Regions from separate parts of the Hordeum vulgare genome. Here region 1 is linked to region 2. A link is a contact called in public Hi-C data. All regions are on one chromosome and are shown on one strand. The core of a region is the stretch at or near the end of the contact, and the rest is flanking DNA. Distances in the headings are between cores, read along the strand shown. Region 1 holds the start of LOC123443458 (phosphatidylinositol transfer protein 3-like). Region 2 holds the start of LOC123439775 (protein PHYTOCHROME KINASE SUBSTRATE 4).

Evidence for each region. A called contact is a pair of places that touch in the nucleus more often than the background predicts.
Region 1: a contact with region 2 is called in a Hi-C map of leaf, with 8 times the contacts expected there. The contact joins the promoter of LOC123443458 here to the promoter of LOC123439775 in region 2. A contact is called at or near these places in 4 of 6 Hi-C or Micro-C datasets (leaf and seedling) and 1 of 1 datasets of contacts at active chromatin or transcription factors (embryo).

Annotation. Positions count from the first base shown.
Region 1 is chr3H:186,048,781-186,053,902 of MorexV3_pseudomolecules_assembly, forward strand. It overlaps LOC123443458 (phosphatidylinositol transfer protein 3-like), which reads right to left and starts at 1,772. Exons shown (of 6, transcript XM_045119832.1): 1 at 1,432-1,772; 2 at 565-685; 3 at 294-473. The coding sequence starts at 639.
Region 2 is chr3H:185,880,215-185,886,045 of MorexV3_pseudomolecules_assembly, forward strand. LOC123439775 (protein PHYTOCHROME KINASE SUBSTRATE 4) reads left to right here and starts at 2,372. Exons shown (of 1, transcript XM_045116453.1): 1 at 2,372-4,264. The coding sequence starts at 2,534. The coding sequence ends at 4,000. LOC123443457 reads left to right here. Exons shown (of 6, transcript XM_045119831.1): 5 at 765-810; 6 at 1,009-1,430. The coding sequence ends at 1,136.

The DNA.
Region 1 (5,122 bases), core at 522-3,021, 170 kb after region 2:
AAAAACAGGAAATACAAGTAACTTCTGAAGTATCAAGAACAGTTTTCTTTCGCATTATAATGTTTTCAGCCAACAGTTCAGCAATATCAATATCATTTAATCAGCACAGTGGTGTGTTACTGTCACTGGCAAGCTTATTCCTCCAATACTAAACTTACTCTGCGTGCTTCTTGAGTACTGCCCGCTCTTCCAATTTCTCGGCAATTTTTAATTACACTGCTCTTTTGTTTTGCCAATAAATGCATGAACCTACAATCGAACATAAACATAAGAATTGGTTAAGCCATACATACCCAGGAAATCATTTCTGGCTTGTATGCTGCCCGCCACTTCACAGCTGATTTCAGCATTTTACTCGATTTCTGCACATTCCAGTTTCTAGCTCGAAGGAATCTTAGTATCGAGGCATCCGAAAGGAAACCCTGTATTGCTAGCGACGAGGGTTCTTCAAGTTGCTTTCGTACCTCATTTATCTGCTCGGTAAATAGAACAGCCAAATGGCCTTAGGATTAAGTACTTCGGTTGAGGCAAATAGAGCTCTAAAGTTGAAGAATAGTATCTTACTTTCTCTTGCTGTTCTTCCAGAGTCAAGGTTTTCTCTGTTGTACCACCATTGCTCGACTTCCATAGAAACGACATTTTGCTAACTAGAGGGGGACGACTATCAGATATGTAACTGAAACACCTGCAAAAAATATTATCACACGAATGACTGCGCATAAATTATCTCCATCTTTGCATGGGGAAAAGAACTGGCCAAGGAACAGAATGACAACTCATTAAGCCAGTGAAAATACAGGTAACAACGTAGTACAAAACTAACAAAATCTGGTTTGTAACTTATAGAACAAAAAAAACTAAGAAATTCATAATAAAAAAACGCACAGCTCCAAGAGCCACGAAAAGAAAAGAGAGGAAATTAACAGGATGAGCCATAAACCATGGGAACCTCTGAAATGGAAGGAACCTAGAGGCGCAAGGCACTAATTCCACTGTAACGTCGATTATAATATTGGTGCCTGATGGAACATCTAACGATCAAGACGCGATAACACTGTGGAATATCTAGATACGTTTCTCTCTGTACAACTGGATCTACTGATGCTACACGCGGCTGTCGGTGGGCTGAAGAACAAACAGGTCGAGATCAAGTGAACGCCAAAAAACTACCTGCGGTTCCTATCTTCCAGGAGCGTAACCAGCGCAAGAATAGCTAGAATTCGAGGGGAGGCAGATCGAAATCTACCAAATTTCCTCACATCCAGTCGACCAAAACAGAATTTGTTCTAGAACCGAGGGATCTAGAACTCCGCAAATCTACAAGCGAACCGGCCTCTATCTAGTCTAGAACCAAAGAGCACAGCAACAGTTCCCGCGTCTGCCTGAGCCAGTCGAACAGGAGGAACCGGGATGCAGGAGGCGGCCACGCACCTCGGGAGTCAGGATCCCGCTTCTCGGCGCCGGCGAGGACGGGCGACACGACACGCCGAGATCGCTCGCCAGGCACCGCACGTTCTCGGAAGGATCCCCCGTGAGGAGCAGCCGCGGAGGAAATGCGGGGCAGCTGAGAGAGCCGAGCGGTGGTGGCCTAGTGGGGGTAGGCGGAGGAGGGATAAAGCGGAGCGGGGGAGGGGGAAGAGTCCTTCGCGTTCGCGGCGTACGCGGGGCGTGCGAGACCGGGCGGGCGGGCGGAGGGGCGGAAAGTCGCCTCGCCACCGTGCGGCGGGAGCACCAGCCAGGCGTTAGCGCGTCAGCCGTCAGGTGTCGGCCGCAGCGGCCGTGGGCGCGCCGCGCGTCGGTTTCAGTACGGGTGGTCGGCAGGACTGCAGGAGGTGCCCCTCCATATTTTTCTTTTAGCGAGAGAGGTGCCACAAGGATTTGCAAAGTAGATGTAGTGTAAAAGTATAAAAAATATATATAACACAGACACGCATATACAATCAACCCTGTAATTGCATGCACGCATCCCAATGAAAACCTTTAAGATACGAGCCAGCGTAACATTTTAAGATTGACGAAGTCATCGCGGTTTAAAGACACTTTCATAATCGACGAGAACCTGTCAAAGGATACATCGCGAGAAGGCCTGAAATAAATAAATAAATACGATCATCACACCACAAGGAACATGATCATCTAAGCTATGCTCCGTTCTTAAAACAAGTAGCATATGTTTTTTTTGTAAAGTAAGAGCATCTACGACCAAACTCCTTATATCCGTCTTAAACACCTAGTTGGGTCGCATGTTAGTGACTAGTCATGAAATTTTGACCCTACCGAACGCCTCAAACGGGCCTCAAATATATGGGCTGACCAACATCTCTCATATTCAACCCAATAGGTCAGATATAGGGGCGCCCGTGCACGCCCGTCACGTCGGACACGACAGTCCGACCCCACCGCAAATTGCACCAAATTCATCCGGCAGAAATGCCGGATTCATTTGCTCCTTCTCTCTTCTTCCTTCTCCGCGTCGTCCGTCTCGCAGCTCTGTCGCCACGCGCACTTCGTAGTTGTTCCTAGCCTCTGCCCCGCCAGCTCCAGCAGAGCAGTCTTCTGTCCCATCCTCGTTGTGGGGGACGTCGTTGTCGGCTCGGAAGACACCGTGATACGTCCGGTAACTCTCTAGCTCCGCCTTGCATTGGATGCACATTGTCTGGCCGGATTTTTTGTGATTTTGTAGGGAAAATGATGGATTCTGATGCTTCGTCCCGCGGGGTGTATGAATCCATGGAGCTTGATCAAATGATTGAAAATCAGCTCTTCGCTTCGTCGGATTCAGACAAAGAAGTGGACATGATCATGCTTATGAGTACGCAAGAAGAAATGGACCGACAAGTGGAGCATATTCTCAATTTCATGGGCTCAATCAAAGGGAGAGGGATGATCAATATGGATAGAGTATCCAGAGCAAAGCTACTGCAGAAGGACTACTTTGCTCCGAACCCAACTTTCCCGGATGATCCATGGTGGCATCTTTTTTTCGCATGCGAAAACCATTGTTTTTACACACTTGGACGGAGTGGACGCACACGATGACTACTTCAAGCTCACGGGGGATTGCTAAGGTCAACTCTCTTTCCCAGTCAAGCAGAAGTGCACGACTGCTCTTAGAATGCTTGCACTTGATACTGCGGCGTGTCGTTGGTGAGATGGTCAAGATGGGGAGCGCACATACCGGAATACTACTATCAAGTTCGCCCGTGTTGTGGTCGTGGTGTTTGGAGCAGAGTATCTGAGAGAACCAAATGTGCAGGACACGAGAAGTTGTTGGCTATTAGAGAGGCAAGAGGGTCTCTAGGAATGCTCGGTTTAATTGATTGCATGCATCGACGCTGAAATAAGTGCCCCAAAGGTTTGCGAGGAATGTATCAAGGTCACACCAGAGAGATCACCATCATATTAGAAGCGTTGGCATCACATGACTTATAGATTTGGCAACAATTATTTCTTCCTTCTTAATTTTAATAGGTTCCTCAGATAGTTTTTCAATGGGAGGATGATATCTAAACCACTTCTCTCTGGGAAGATCAACATGGGTAGCAAAATATTCACAAAAAGTAGCTAGTATTTCAAAGTCAAGACCATATTTATTGTGAAAACTCATGGAAAGAAGTAGTTTCCATAAAAGATTTAACACAATCAAGATTAATCTTTATACCTGACTCTTTACCTTCGTCGAATTTCCAATCTTCAGAGTTGTGTTTAATCCTTTTCAGAAGATCCCATTTGAATTCAATAGTCTCCTTGATATAGGAACCGGTAGCACAAGAATCGAGTGATGCTTGATCATCATGAGAAAGTCGAGCATAAAAATTTTGTATAATCATTTCTCTCGAGAGCTCATGGTCGGGGCAAGTGTTAAGCCTCCCCCAAGTTTGATTGATACTTTCTCCTTCACGAGGCCAACAACTATAAATAAAGTTCCGATCACGATGAATTAGATGCATAGGATAAAACTTCTGATGAAATTCCAGCCTGAAGTGATTCCAGTCCCATGATCCAATATCATCCAATAGCATGTACCACATTAGTGCTTTTCCCTCCAAAGATAAATGGAAAATTTTTCTTCTTAACTTTCTCTCCGGGTAGACCTGAGAGCTTAAACAATCCACAAATCATATCGACATATATCAAATGATAATCAGGATGAGTTGAACTGTTATAAGGATTAGCCAACAGTTTCTCTACCATACCTGAAGGAATATCATAATAAATACTTTCAGTATGTTCAGTAGGTTGTGAAACAACTTTCTCAACTATCGTTCGAGGCGAATATGCCCCGAACAAGCCACTCAAAGGGTGAATGTTCATAGTGACAGGCAACAATAAATTTCAACACGTATAGAAAATGTTTCCTTACTAATTCCCACTTACCAAAGGTGCTTGACTCCCCGGCAACGGCGCCAGAAAAGAGTCTTGATGACCCCACAAGTATAGCGGATCAATCATGGTCCTTTTAATAAGTAAGAGTGTCGAACCCAACAAGGAGCATAAGGAAATGACAAGCGGTTTTCAGCAAGGTATTCTCTGCAAGTGTTGTAAGTAACAGTGATATATAGTTTTGTAGCAAGATAATTCGTAACAAATGAAAAGTAACAATCGTAGCAAAGGTGCATCAATGTAGCACAATATTTTTTGTAGCAAAGGACAGGCCTGAACGTACTCTTATATTAAGCAAGCGCTCCCGAGGACACATGGGAATTTCAGTCTAGTCATATTCATCATGTTGAGTTGATTCGCGTTCTCTACTTTGATAATTTGATATGTGGGTGGATTGGTGTTAAGGTGTTGTTCTTGCTTGAACAAACAACCAACATATGATTACCCTATCTCGCAAGCATCCGCAACTACGAAAGAAGAATTAAGATCAATCTAACCATAGCATTAAACGTGTGGATCCAACTCATCCCCATGATGAAGCAACACATAAACTAGGGTTTAAGCTTATATCACTCCCGCAACCCCATCATCTACTTGTTACTCCATGATGACTTCCCTTAGGCCCATAACATGGTGAACTGTCATGTAGTCGACGTTCACATGACACCGCTAAGAGAAGTAACAACATACATATCATCAAAATATTGAACGAATACAAACTTTACATGATTACTTATAA
Region 2 (5,831 bases), core at 1,122-3,621:
GCGACCAAGAACTCGAAATCTCCAACTTCAGTCAAGGCTCCTACTGATGCTTATGGGTTGCACGGCCGACAACAGTCAGCAAAGGAGGTCGAGAGAAATACTGATATGCAGACTTGCAGATTTGGTATTTGGAAGAATAAAACCAAATAAATATACGAGTGATTGGGAGTAGAGCGTTACACATTTTGCTGTTATCACAATGGATTATTTTGAGAAAATCGCTTAGAGTTTAATTAGACGTGGATTGGAAAGATCATTAATGATTTAATATTTTAAGTAGGAAGGAAAAATATGCCTGGTGTTTGAGGAAGACGAAGAGGAAGAGAGTGTCGTGTGTGAGGAAAGGATGGATGATTAATTCGTTCAAATTCCCACGCATACTAGTTGGGTGAGTTAATTCATTGCTTGAAGAGTAGCATAGCACATTACCTTCTTTGATCATACCTAGTACTCCCTGCTAATATACTCCTAGTTAGCTACTACGCCGGCTGATTTGGAGCCCTGCTGGTTTGGGGCCCCTGTGCAGGCGCACACCCTGCACAGTTGCCCGGTACGGGCCTGATTACTGGGAGTGGTTCCCTCCCAGATTAGCATTGCTTGAGTGTACAGCCAGCTACAGTTGCATCCCAAGAGAATTTATCGCCTTTTATTCTTTTGTTTGAGAATTTTTAAAATGATGCAGGGCATTTGGTGCAAAGATTACATGGGGATGCTGTTTTTAGTTCAATCCGAGGTCCTTTGTTCTGACCCTTTTCCTCCTGCAGGCCCCTCCAGTTGTTGTATTCTCTTCTGCGTGTGCTGGATTAGCAGGTGAAGCAACACTCTTCTGTATTTTAATATATTTATATCTATTTTATGCTTATAATTTTGCTATCTAAAAATGTGTTCTATTATTATTTCCTTGATATCATGGCTGGTAGATTATTTCCTTGATATAATGGAGCTAGACTGTTATCTGATGAACAGTTATATGCATTTGATGAGCTAAAGTTTCAATTCTATTTGCAGCTGGTACAATACCAGCCGTTGCGCAACTGGTTTCGTCGTCCTGTCATGCTGCCATGTCATCGCCCTCCTTTGCCCGCCCTGCTTCTCACGACGATATGCACAAGAGCAGAGGCTCCTCGCCATTGTAATTTACTGGTGCAACAGACCAACCACAGAATTGTAGTGATCTAAGAAATCTGTGCCACCTTATAACAGGGGATGCTTTTGTAAATGTTAAGATGTTCATGCAGAATGATGATGACTGACATGCGCTCCTTTCACTTCTATTTTTTTGGTATGTATCTCTATGTATAGGTCATGCCCTCGGTCTTGTGTTATTTTTTTTTTTGTATTAAAATAAGTATTGCGGTGTTGTGAAGCAACTTAAACTAGCCTGAGGTTCAGTTACTTTCTATTGCAAAATGCAAGCATGCGTTGGTCTATGACTGTTCAACCTTGAATTACATTTGATAGGGCATGAGTTATGTAAATGCAGTTGTTTGTGATTTGTTAGCTTGTATCGTATTTACTATTGTTCTAGATGTGCTTGCCCTAAAGGTTGAAACACTGGGCCTTTGGTTTGTGAACTTTTTTGGGGATATATTTCCGTAGGAGTGGGGCATGGCATCCCAATCCTTTACTTGTTGCATTCCTTTGATTTGAAAACCGTGGCCTAGTTTGCCAATGATAGAATTACATAAGCGATTGCTAGTTGAGTGGATGGTATATTGTCTTTTTTTTTTGCGAGAAGAGTGGATGGTATATTGTCTTTTTTTTTTCTCGAGAACAGTGGATGGTATATTGTCACCGCTGATTCTGTCGCCGATTCGGTGGTAGTGGCTTGTTTGGACGCCACGTAGTAGATCCTGGCCGTTCCCCGGTTCGTACACTGCATGCAGCTACGTATCTGTATCTTGTAGGAGTGTCGTTCATTGGATCGTCGCGCTTGGTTTTGGATGCCATGGAACTCATCATTCGTGAGGAATCGGAAACGCACTCCGCCTGTCGATGATGATGCAGTGCACTTGCGACGTGCAATGCATCTGGCTACCCACCAATGCCTGCCATGAACTAACCGGAGCTCGATTGGAATCAGTTTCGGGGTCTGTTGGTGTTATTTCAACTTGGAAGCATGCGTGAAGAAGTGTCCTGCATGCTCCCGGAGAATTTGTAGGAGAACTGGGCGATGAGAGAGGCAGGATGACGAGAGGATGGCGCGAAAAAGAAAACACTGCTGTATGTACCGCTCGGCCCGGCACACTCTTGGTGCCCACCCCTTGTCCCCGAGCTGCGGTTGGCCGCTGGCGCACAGCAGCTCTCCTCCCGGCTCGTATGCCACGCACATTTTTAAACGTGACACGGACGCTTACACCTCCCCGCCCGTAGCGGATGCCGTCCCTGTCTAGCCCAGCCTGTCTCGCGCTTGGCTCTGCCCGCGCTCCCGCTCCTACAAATTCTTGCGCTCGACCATCCCCTCTCCGCCAACTCTCTCGCGCGCACTCAACGAGTGACCCAAGCGTGGCGTCTTATCTCTCCTCCCACATACATGGACCGCTACAGAGTGGCGCCGGCGCGCCCGGTCTTCCTCCCCGTCCCCGGCGCCACCCAGCACCACCCGCACCCCGCGGCTGTGGCCCGGCGCTCGGGCGGCGCCGAGCGGGAGCTCGACATCTTCACGGCCGAGCGCTACTTCAACGCCGCCGCGGTCCATGCGGACGAGGACGACCCTCCGCGCCAGCTGGCCGTGGATGCGGCGGCAAGCCAGAGCGGCCGCACCGCTGCCTCGTCGGAGGCCAGCTGGAACAGCCGCTCCGGGCTGCTAATCAGCAACCAGTCGTCCTTGGCGGCGGCCAGGCAGCGCGACAAGGGCCATGGCAGCGGCGCCAACGGCGTCGCCGCCCTGGATACGAGGGACGACCGGTACCACTACCACCGCGGCGGAAGGAAGCCTGGCACCGGCGGCTTTGGGCAGCGCTGGGGGATCTTCAGCCGGGACTGCCCCTGCGCCGGCAGGAAGGCCGTCACCGTCGACGTCGCCTCCGAGCCCACCACCCCGAGGGTCCACGCGAGGTTCGACCCCAGCCCCAGGGAGGAAACCGCCGTCTATAAGGCCAACGGGCTGCCTCCCAACGACGAGCCTGGCGTGATGAAGATTTTTACGACAGGGAGCTGCGCGTTCCCGCTTCGCGCCAACGGCATCCTCGCTCCGGCTCCAGATCATGGCACCAGCGCTTCATTCCCCGCTTTCCCTCCCGACGTTGACCGCCGCGTCGTGAGCTCCGGCGGTTTCACGTTCCCGGTGATCAGCCCGGCGACGGCGAGGGTCACCGTCGTTGACGAGCCGCCGCGCGAGTCGCTGGAGGTGTTCCGTCCCATCGACGAGGACTCGGTGGTGCTCGTGGACCCGCCGCCGCCCCTTGCCACGGCCGGCTTTCTGCGCGCGCCGGCGGTCGCATCGGCCATGGACGACGACGCGATGAGTGACGCGAGCTCGGACCTCTTCGACCTGGAGAGCTTCGCGGCGTCATCATCGTACCCGACCACGTACCGCGGGCGCAGCAGCCGGCGCAACTCGGGGGACGACGACCTGGCGTACGCCGCCGCCGCCAACGCCGAGCCGGCGCTGAGCGAGTGCATGTACGCGCCGAGCGAGGCGAGCGTGGTGTGGAGCGTGGCCACGGCCGAGGGCGTGGCCTACGACGCGGGCAGCGTGGCCAACTTCTCCAGCGCGGCGTCCGCTTGCGGCGTCGACGAGTTCCGCTTCGTCCCACCGGGGTCCGCCGCCGGCCACGATGGCTTCACCGCCGCCATGTCCCGAAGCGCCGGCCGCAAGAAAGGCGGCGGCGGGTTCTTGGACAGCTGCCGGTGCGAGAAGGCCGTGAGCGTCGGGCCGACCCCGGTCCGTGTGGCCCGCCCGCCGGCGGTCCCGGCCAACAAGACGGCGATGGGGCTGGAAAGCGGCGGCGTCGCGCGGTACCACAACCGCCGCGTCCACATGCCGGTGCGGACGTGATCGATGCCACTGCTACTACAGAATTCTCTTGTTTGTTCCATGACGCGTGCGTGCATGACTATGACGTCGTCAGCTACTGTAAATCTGTAATTAGTTAGAGTATATATGAGCAATGATATCATTATACACTATTGTGAAGTAAAACGTGCTGCCGCAAATCTGATGTATCGATCTTTAGTCGTATGTGCTATGTGAGCGATCACTTTCGGATTGTCGACAGATCGCACGATTGATTGATATGATAAGGTCCAACAACTACTACTATACTAGGAGCAGCTTAAAACGAACGAACCAGCTAGCGTGGTGCTCGGCTGAGTTGGTCGATCATGTTGAAATGTCGAGTGTGGAAGGCGAGTTTGCTTGATGTAGAGCCAGCCTGATGCTGCTGCTGCTAAAGTGATGCAACGAACATTCGGGCCTCCCATGCCCACGTCCAGTTACATCAGACACGCTAGGCATGCATTATGTCATGTGCGTGCATGACTGGAAATGATGCGCGCGGCGTTGTGCGAGTGCGACGGGACGACGGCGGATGAACCCCTTTTGGCCTGTATTGCGGCGCTAGCAGGTAGGAGATGGACCAACTAACCAACTTGCGCCTTGTGTCCTCGCAGAGATGGTTGATGAAACAGTGCGGAGTCACATTCTTTAACTGGCATGCGTGAGAGGCTATGACCCTGTTTGGTTCATAAGTCCTTTGTGCATTTGTCATATACGCTCCATTCAAAAAAAAACTTTTGCTTTCAAGGTACCACTAGTGGTAGGGACGCGCGCCTCATAAGCGGTCCTTTGCGCATTTGTCTTGTTGGGGTAGTGTGTACATGCATATGCATAACACAATACCTTAATTGTTAAACTATAGATAAAGTTAACACAAGCTTAGCAGAAGAATATTCAATTGTCAAATATAGCAAGGTAATAGATGTATATTACTTCGTTCATTTCATAATATAAAAACGTGTTTCAAACTAAAGCCCCTGTTTTAGCTTAAAAAACATTCTTCTATTACGAGACAGAGGGAGTACAAGATAGGTCACATGCTTACAAGATGGATAATAGAACACATCACATAATTGAATTCGAGGCCTAATATGCTCCAAAAGGCACGCGATCTCCAAACGAGAAGCAAAGTTCATCGAACCATCAGAACACATAATTATCAAGTCTTAGAGATTAGTTAAGGACAATAGATAAATCATATATATAGACAACAGGTGCTACTAACGACGTTGGCGGTGGATGGTAAGGGAGAGGTGACGCCGTTCCTTGCACTTGAAATGTAAGGCATAAATGTAGCCCTCCTTGATGTTGACGCGGTGACGAAACCATGACCCGTGCATCATGATGGTGCCCTCTTGTCAATTCGACGCATCAAGCGACTGTCACAACTCACAGTGTCGTTTTTGAGCTTGAGTGGAAGGGTGTCATCATCATCGTGAATGTATTTTTGTACCTTGTCTTCTATGTACTCCAGTTGAAGTATTGTCAAGAGAAGGAGAATCAGTTAGTTCATGGAAAGAGTGCTTCTCAAATAGTTTGCATGTGAGTATAAAAAAATATTGAAATGAGAAAGAATGTTAGCAAAAGAAGAGTTCAAAGTTCACAATCTACGTGCAAGTGTTCAAAAAGTTAGAATGTTCAGAACAGAGCAACCGAGCAAGCATAGCAAAGCACAGGAAGACTGAAAGTTTTCTATTGCAGTGCAATGTGATGGACTAAAATCTTGGGTTACCATACCACTCTGGAGCAATACGTGACCTTGTCGACCTACGAGGTTTGTAGTAACTTGATCCAAAGCTTCATGACCAGTATCATCAACTTCCACTTCAAT